Regions from separate parts of the Anas platyrhynchos genome. Here region 2 is linked to region 1. Evidence: chromatin contacts called from public Hi-C data. All regions are on one chromosome and are shown on one strand. The core of a region is the stretch at or near the end of the contact, and the rest is flanking DNA. Distances in the headings are between cores, read along the strand shown.

Region 1 (4,427 bases), core at 1,809-4,308:
TAGCAGCAAGGTGTCTGTGTGCCAGGAGGAGGGGATGGGGAGGCCGACCCGTTTGCAGCGTTCGGGGGGAGCCATCTGCAGGCCTGGTGCCCGTCAGTGCTGAAAAATCAACCCACGTCAGGCGCTCTGGCGCAAGGTGAGGGCTCTGTACGGGGAAATTTAGTCCGATGGGGGTCGGGAGCAGCAGGACGAGGCCTGGCCCCTTTCCGTGGCGGCCGGCCTAGGCCAAAATCTAGTCGGTTTTGTCAACGGCGCCGTTGGGCTGCTCGGGGCCCTTCTCTCGCAGCCTGCGCAGGTAGTCGTGGGGGCCCTTGCCCTCGAACGAGGTGGGACTTTTGTAGGAGCCGCCGATCTTGTCCCAGAGGGTGAAGTACTGCCCGTAGTTGTAGTCGAAGTAGAGGTGGTGGTCGGTGTGGTGGGCCGAGCCGTTGATGACGTGCCGCAGCAGGCGGGGGACGCGGTAGTCGCCGTCGTGGATGGAGATGGTCCAGACGTTGACGAAGATGTAGAGGCCCAGGTAGGTGATCTTGTGCAGGGGGAAGAGGAAGGGGTAGACGTGGTAGGGCAAGCTCTGCATGAAGCCGTCCACGGGGTGGAAAGCGTGGCTGGCGAAGGGCGTCGCGATCTTCCACAGGTGGTGGGGCTTGTGGAAACGCTGCGGGGACAAAAAGCGTGGGGGGCCCCTTGTGGGGTGCTCCCTGAGACAGTCACGGGCCAGAATCCTTGGGGCTGGCTTTTGGGCCACCCGTCCCCATTTCCCTGGTGGCACAACTCAGCCCCGGCCCGGATGCCAGCCCGTTATAAGGAGGTCCCTACCTTATAGAACAGCTTGTGGTGGAGGCCTCGGTGTATCCAGTAGATGCCCATGTCGGTGAAGAAGAGGAAGGACAGCATGCTGAGGAAGACTCCTGACCAGCCTGGGGGGAAGGACACGTCAGTGGCAGCCCCCACGTGTGCACAGGGTCAGGGTCTGCCTCATGGAGCAGATGCAGGGCAAAGCTCACCAGTCTCTCCTTACCAGGGGAAACTGGGTTTACTGGGAGCTGAGAGAGCTGACAGGAGCGCTACCAAATGAGGGCAGGGCATGTGTGAAAGCGGCCGTCCCGTCCCCTTAGGCACCAGGGGTTTGGCCATCACCCTGCACGGGCTGGCAGGGTGCGGGGGCTCAGGCACACGGTGTCTACAGGTCCCGGGGTGAGGAATGGGGAAGCAGAGGCGTTTATGGAGGGAGCGATGGAGAGCACGGGAGCAGCTCACCGTAGGGGGAGTCCTCGATGTTGTCGTAGAGCTTGCTGTAGCCCCGCACCTCGGCGAAGAAGAGGGCGACGGTGGGGACGCTGATCCAGGGCAGGGAGCGCAGCGCGTAGGCGATCTCCCGACGCACCTGGTTCTGCGGGGTGGCAGTGCCAGGGATGGGTCAGGGCATGGGAGGAAGACGGGGAGCTTCGTGCCACCCTTCCTGCCCCATCGAGGCCACGGCCGGGCGGGGAGGGATGGTATTTAGGGTGGCATCTGGCATGGCTTGATATTTATCAGCGCCCTGCTAAGGGTATGGTGAGCAGGGTGCTGGTGCCCAGATTGGGGCCAGGAAGGGGGTTTGGACATGGGGGAGCCAGAGAACAGAGGCAGGGACAGCATCACGGGTCTGGGGGCTGTTGGACAGGCCAGACTGCGTGCAGAGCCATCGCCACGTCCTTTGGGTGCTGGGCATCAAGGAGCACATGTCACATCACCATGCGGCCACTCTGCCCTGTTTGGCCACTCGGACACTGGAACGAGCTGCCCAGCGAGGCGCTTGGGGTCCTGTGCCCATCGGTGTCCGAGAGGCATTTGGATAAAGCCCTTAATAAAATGCTGGAACTTTTGGTTAGCCTTGATGCAGTCGGGCAGTTGGGATGGGACCATCATTGTAGGTCCCTTCCAGCCGTCCTATCCCTGTCCCTATCCCTATCCCTATCCCTATCCCTATCCCTATCCCTATCCCTATCCCTATCCCTATCCCTATCCCTATCCCTATCCCATTCTGTTCTGTACTGGGTGGGCACGAGGGGCACCGTCTGCAGGACACCAGGGTCCCGCAGGGGACCCTGGAGGGGGCCGGCTGGGTTTTGGGAAGCCGGGAACCCACCTCTAGGAACATGGGGTGCTTCTGGAGCTCGTGGTCAAAGATGAAGTAGTAGCTGAGGGTGCCGAAGAGCAGGTAGAGGGTGAGCGCCCCGAGGTTGGTGATGACGAAGAGGCTGAGGAGCTGCCGGCAGGGCTCCTCCTCGGGCCAGCCGGCGGGGTACACGTAGGGGGTCAGGAGGTGGCGGTCGGCGGCCTCCAGCACCAGGTCCATGGTCGCTGCTGGGGGACGGGGATGGGGACATGCAGGGGGGCAGCGGCAGGGCGGGAGCTGCACCCTCAGGGGTCCCCCCAGATCCCCATGAATCCCCCCAGGGCCCCCCAGGTTAACCACAGGGCCAGATTCCTCCAGCTCCCCAGAGATGCCCCCTGGATCCCCATGGGTCCCCTCGGATCCTACCCGGGGTCCCCAGGGGTCTCCCCCATGGATCCCCCCAGATCCCCATGGGTCCCCCACAGCTCCCCCCTACAGATTACCCCGGACCCCCCCCCACATCCCCCACGGCCTGAATCCCCACGGTTCCACCCCGCTTCCCCCTGGCTCCCCATAAATCCCTCCAATTCCCCCATGACCCCCCTGATTCCCCCATGGACCCCCATGTAGCCCCCCGGACCCCCCCAAATCCCCCTGAATCCCCCCGGATCCCCCCAAAATCCCCCTGGACACCCCCGATTCCCCCTCCCCCGGCTCCTCCCGGTTTCCCCCCGGTCCCCCCGGCCCCGATCGCGTTGACCCTTTAGTGCCGAGCCCCCCCGTGCCCCCCATGCCCCCCGTATCCCCCCATATCCCCCCCGTGCCCCCCGCTACCTGCCGGCAGCCCCGAGCGCGGCGCGGGGCGGGGCGGGGCAGCGCCGCCCGGTAGCGCCACGTGACGTCACTCGCGCCACCACCGCCGGTGACGTCACGAGGGGGCGTGGCGCGGGAAAACGGCCCCGCCTGGCGGGCGCGGGAAAAACAGGGCGGGGGTGGCCGCGGGTCCCCGTGTCCCCATGTGTGTCCCCCGTGGGGTTTTTACCCCGTTTCGATTCGGGCTCGAATCAGCTGATTTTCTATAAACCCTTTTTTTTTTTTTTTTTTTTTTTTTTTTTTTATGTAAATCCGCGCTGTTTTGGTGCATCCCGCCTGGTGCTCAGCGGTTTTATGACCCACGGGAGCCCGGGCATGCCCAGGGGAAGGGTCTGCCCCCGAGCTGGGGGCGTTTGCACCCCAGGAGGGTTTGTTTCAGGACTATGCCAGCCCCCCCAGGTGGGTTTTTTAGCATTATAACTGCCCACCCGCCTTCCCTCTGTCCCGCTTTGCACACCAGCACTGCTAGGGCTGTGCTCTTATCCCCAGCTCACGGACAGAGACCGACCCTAATACCAGCCCCGTGGTCCCAGCGTGGGACGTGTGGGCCTTTGGGAATCGCTGCACCCACCGCAGGCGGGCTTTCTTTTCCAGCTTTCTGGCTCTGTCCTTCTCTCTGCCTCTTCATTCTCGCTTTCTGCCTCTTTCCTGAGGTCTGCTTCCCTTTGTGTCTGCCCATCTGTCTCGTTATTTCTGCTTCTCCCTCTCCTGCTGTGCTGCTTTCTCCCTCCCCGTCTTTTTTGGGTGCCCTTCCACTGCTCTCTCGTGCCTGTTCGCCTCTGTCTCCTGCTCCCTCGTTGCTTTTCTCCCTGGCTTTCTTCCTCTCCCTGTGTGTTTGCCTGCCTGGGTGGTATGACCACACTGCCCACCTCTCCCCAAAAGGCCCAGTCCTCCCCCCATGGGGTCCCCAGACCCCTCGTGGCCTCGTCCCCACTCAGCTATGCCACATAGGACCACACCGCTTACGAAGGAGTACAACACTTTTTATTCTCACGCAGCCGTGTCACAAAACACAAACACAAGACAAGTCCCCCACAGAAACAGCCCCCACCCTGCGCCAGCCGGCCCCCCGAGCCCACCACCTGCCTGGTGCCGTCCTGGGTGGGCAGCCCCCGACCTTGCTGCCTCCCCTCAAAAGACACCGTGACGGCTCTGACCACGACGAGAGGACTTGGCTCCAGCCCTCTTTTCTCAGGCTCACCCCCGTGGCCTCTCCCCACGCATCAGGACAGGCCACCACGTACATCTGGGTTCCCCAAAACCCCAGGAACACACTTGGCTCTCCACCATGCACCCTGATGGCTCCCCTCTCGGGAGAGCCACCAGGTGCCGTGCTCCTGAGGTGTGCTGATGTCCTCTGATCCAAACGTGCTCCTCTGGTCCATCACCTGCACCAAAACACCTACCTCTGGCTGGATCCGAGTGCTTCACCGATGCGTCCTGCTCCCTGGGGAGC
Region 2 (4,523 bases), core at 809-3,308, 38 kb before region 1:
AGTGATAAGCTAAGAGGGAGAAGAATGAGCAAGCAGCCTTTCAACTAATGGTATTGAAGGAATTGCTGGTAATGTAACGTGCTTATCCAAAGGTAGAATCTAGCCTACACAAGTCAGTGGCAATCCATCTGCAGTCCAGGAGAGAGGGACTTGCATCCTGCATGCCACTGAGTTCAGAGGAAGAGTCAACAACCTGTTCAGACTTGCCACTGAACTCTGAGGTGGCCCCAGTTAAGTGAGCAGGTACAGCAAAGTTGTTAAAAAATGCCAGATGCTCAATAGGGAAAAGTAAAGAAAGAGGAGGCGGTTATGTGCGCTGATACTAACACTTTGGGCTTACATTCAGTATTTTTGCTGCGTTGACCAAGTTGGTTGAAGCCAAAACAGCATTTACCTTTGCCTTTGATGGTGGTTATGGATTTGGAATCGCTCCAGTTTCCCACTCCTCGACTAGTCACTGCAGCAACCTTTGCAAATAAGACGGTTAGTTAATATGAACGAATGTATGCCACCAACGCTGCATAATGCAAACAGAGAGCGAGGTTAGAGCAAGGGTATGGACATGGTGGAGCTCATGGGAAAAGGACATTGAAGCAAGCAATAATTTAATTACTTGGCAATAAAATGCTTATTACAGAGATAAAGCAGACTACTTTAAGTCAATTAAAAGAATCTAAGAGGAGGGAGGTGCATCCTCTCTGCAGATAACCGCTCTCTGATGAGATCTTTATAAAAAAGTCTATAAAGATAAGGAGCCTTGGAATCGATCAGCCCTGGTGTAGGTAAGATTCGTGCCTGCAGAGCCCATGCGAAAACTGAATCCAGTTCCAAAGATTTATTTGGAAACAAGGTAGTATGGGAAGGAAAGACATGGAAGGAAAGACTCACTTCAGCTGACCCAGAGAAAAACATTAATGCATGGGGGGTTATCCCAGCTCCCAGTGAGCTCCCACAAGTACCCGTGCTCAGCCTGCTCATGGAGGATGGACAGGGGCAGAGTACACTTTTCCCAAGGTTGGCTGTGCAGATTTTCATTTCCTCTCCTTATTAGTTCTGCCTATAATTACCCAGCTTCTCCCATGTGCACGCCTTCCCCACATGCATATCTGCTTCTTTTCCTGGCAATAGTCAGGACCAAATTTATCTCCGCCCCAGATCTGGTGCAGTTGCAGTGAGCTTGGAATGGGCAGCACAGATTTCATAACACAGCCTGGCCTCCTGGGAGGAGGAGCAAATCAAGGGCCATAATTCGGGGCTTAAAACTATACACATTGCTGGCACAAATGCCAGGCCCCTGCTGAGGGCTGACATTAAAGGGCAGAATTTTAACTGCACACTTTTTTAGCAATTAGTTGACTATGTGGGACTTGGACTGCCTAGCAAAGAGTAACAAGCTCCTGCAGAGTGCTCCTGCAGACAGAGCTCTGAAAATACTCACTCGAACCGTGTATAACGCGTTGACCTGCAAGTTCTTGATCTCAGTGTAGTTCTTGGTGGTTCTGAGGGAGGACCACTCCTTGGATCCACTCCGGCTGTATTCCACCTAGGAGGACCAAAACAAGGGGTAAGGGCTCCATGGTCAGCAGTCGCACAGGGCCACAGGTCTTTCTATTACGCAACCATAGGAAGGAAGCCAGAAACAAAACCATGGACTGAAAACCATGGACTGAAACAAAACCTGAGGACTGTGTTGCTACCTACAGCCCTGCACCATTTCTTCATTTCCTCTCCCATCTTGCCCAGCATTCTCAGTGGATTTCCACTTCAAATTGAAAAATAAAAATCATGGTGCGGGACTCACAATAAATTCCCGTATGAGGCCATGGGCATTCACAGGAGGGCTCCAGCAGCCTGTCACCACCCCCTCGGCTTCTTTTTTTAGGGACAGCTGAAGGTTAAAAGGGGCATCTGGTACTGGGGAGAGAAACAAAAATGTTAGTGACGGTCACAGGCGGTGTGTCCAGTTCTTCTGGGGAACAGCAGGAGGTGATCAGGGTCTCCTAGAAAGGGAGAGGGCAGACGTTATCTCCTGCAGTTGTGTCCCAAGGCCTGATCAACCCTTTCGTAATCTGACCTCCAGCTTGAACCGAGAGGAGCCAGGCAGGTCTGCTTACATCCTTCGGGTGCCCGCAGGGTGATGAAGTCGTTGGTGTTGTAGACTCTGCTGAGGCACTGCACCTGGACCTTCACCTGGTAGGTGCAGTCAGGCTTGAGGACCTTCAAAACGCTGTTGGTTTTGTTGCTGTGGGTTTCCAAAACCTTCCAGATGCTCTCACCAACAGTCCTGCACAAGAGTCAGACCCCTGCAGTCAGGAATACGTTCAGGAACACAGGGGCACACAGCTTGCCCCAAAGGATGAAATCATTTTTTCTGTGTTTTAAGGGCTTGCTGCTTGGTTTTCTGCTCAGTAAAGCCACGGCACCAGCTTGAAAAGCTGCTGTTTCAAAGCTTGAACCAAACATAGCTCGGCGCCTCCTAAGCACCGTCCTCTGAGGTTTGCTATAACCGCTGTGCTCTAATTTCTTGACTTTGTTCTCATTGTTAGCAGCCCCACAAAGACGAGACCCAAGCAGAAACAGAAAACCCAATATACCCACATTTCTGTCCGAGTAAACAATTTGAAGGAAACAAAGACAGCTTTTCACAAATGTCCCCTAGTTGCTGCTATTTTGGGTCTGCTTTGCAACGAAGCATTAGAAGATTTTCCAAACAGAAATAGACTGCAAAGCTCCATCCTCTGGGGCTCGATTTGGTACGGTGCTTTGCTGCAAATACGTGTGTGCTGCTACCTCTGCTCATGTTTCTCCTGTCCTTTCCTTGCCACAACCACCCATGGTTCAGGCAGTAAGTGGTGTACCTGTAATACACGTTGTAGACACAGGAGGTCGAGGACATCCTCTTTGGCCGAGCCCATGTCAGAGTGACAGCGCCGGAGAAATCGGCCGTCCACTGCAGGTTCTGGACTTTGTACACGATCGTGTCGTCTGGGGGAGCAAGAGGGGGAGTCAGTCTGCTGGTGGAAACAAGCCCTTTGCCAGGAACAGAAACGGGAGGTAGAAACAGTGAAGTGACTGAGGGGAGTGTTTGCACCATGCAAATTGGATGTGTAATTTAGGTGGGGAAGGGTGGGCAGTGCAGAGCAGGAATGTCACTTTTCTGCTTGTGCAATGGATCTGTGCTGTCACCGTGAGCCACCCGGGGCCCCTCTGTGGGGCTGCCCATGTCCCATCTCATGTTCAGTGGAAGGACCAAAGTTGAGGCTGGGAATCTGGACAGCAATGTGTTGGGGCAAGGAGAGAGCCTGGCTGGATGAAGTTTCCAAAGGAAAACAGATGGTTTTCCCTGGGTGTAGACTCCGCATGAATCTCCGCAGTGCCTCCCCCCTGCACCAACCAGCCTCTCCCAATCAATATTTAATTAAAGAACTAAAACCTTACTGATGCTTGAGGCCCCGAGCAGGTCGGTAGGACTGTGGTGCACCTCGTAGCTGGGCAGAGACAGTGATCGATGACGATTCTCTGCCCGGGGCCAGCTGCAGCACACATCCCCCCATCCCCACGGTGCCAAGAGAGGTGGTGGTGACGATGGAAAATGGCTGGGAAATGGGGTTTGCAGGAGAAAGGGGAGCGGGCGGCAGCTTACCCGTACAGTTCCTCTCGTCGCTGCCATCTGAGCAGTCCAGGTACCCGTCGCAGCGCTCTGCCACCATCAGGCAGGCCTCACCGTCCTCGCACTTGTAGCCCTGAGGACACGGCAGGGTGCTGTGCGTTGCTGCAAGGCAGAAAGGGCGCAGGGCTCAGCGCCGCGAGGGTCCCGCACTGGCACGGGGCTGTTTGAGATGCCAGGTGCTGGTGCAAGAGCTTTCTGGTTAAGTGTTTTGGCGTGACAAAAGAGCCACCATCAGGAGAACCTGGGGCTTAAGCCACCGGGGAGGTGGTGGAGTCACCTCCTTAGATCTTGGGATCTCGGAGATGGGTGGATGTGGCACTTAGGGACATGGTTTGGAACTGTTATGTGATAGATGGACTTGAGGATCTGACGGGTATTTCCAACCTAAATGAAATGAAATCCATTCTGTGAAATCCACAGCTGGACTTCTGATGGAACAGCCACCAGTGCTTTTTGGGTGCTTTTTTTTTTTTTCTTCCTTTTTTACTGCGTGGATTCCACCAGCGATAAATCCTCCCATCCTCGCAAAGAGCATCCCAAGGGAAGGAGCCAGGCAAGACCCTCTTGTCCCCGCACTTACGGCAGTTCCTCTCGTCCGTGCCATCCTGGCAGTCCCGCCGCCCGTCGCAGCGCTTCCAGTTGGGGATGCACTTGTGCAGCTGCTGGCACTCGAACTCGAACCTGCTGCAGCGGCCCCGCGGCGCCGGGGAGGTGGCCGTCACGTTGGGACCTGCGGGCAGGAGAAGTGAGGAGAGCACCCACGGCCACCAGCAGGAGGGACCGAAAACCGTCCCCGGGTCCCAACTCCACTAGATGGCAATGTCTTCCCATCCAGCAGGTGGATGGCTCCCGT

Evidence for each region. A called contact is a pair of places that touch in the nucleus more often than the background predicts.
Region 2: a contact with region 1 is called in a Hi-C map of liver, with 2.5 times the contacts expected there. The contact joins the enhancer-like site here to the promoter of SC5D in region 1. A contact is called at or near these places in 2 of 8 Hi-C or Micro-C datasets (liver and skeletal muscle).

Annotation. Positions count from the first base shown.
Region 1 is chr25:7,097,966-7,102,392 of IASCAAS_PekinDuck_T2T, reverse strand. SC5D (sterol-C5-desaturase) reads right to left here and starts at 3,058. Exons shown (of 5, transcript XM_038167673.1): 1 at 2,933-3,058; 2 at 2,129-2,346; 3 at 1,258-1,390; 4 at 817-917; 5 at 1-655. The coding sequence starts at 2,338. The coding sequence ends at 233. It overlaps TECTA (tectorin alpha), which reads right to left. Exons shown (of 23, transcript XM_027444324.3): 23 at 3,213-4,427.
Region 2 is chr25:7,134,541-7,139,063 of IASCAAS_PekinDuck_T2T, reverse strand. SORL1 (sortilin related receptor 1) reads right to left here. Exons shown (of 48, transcript XM_038167690.2): 32 at 4,251-4,400; 33 at 3,644-3,772; 34 at 2,859-2,985; 35 at 2,115-2,284; 36 at 1,802-1,914; 37 at 1,439-1,543; 38 at 395-467. The region is part of intron 16 of LOC110353382 (a long non-coding RNA gene); the gene reads left to right. Among named protein-coding and RNA genes, the nearest start is that of SORL1, 29 kb to the right of the region's middle. Within about 2 kb of position 2,058, at least 1 of the 8 cell types and tissues checked has an H3K27ac peak or open chromatin away from gene starts, as enhancers often do.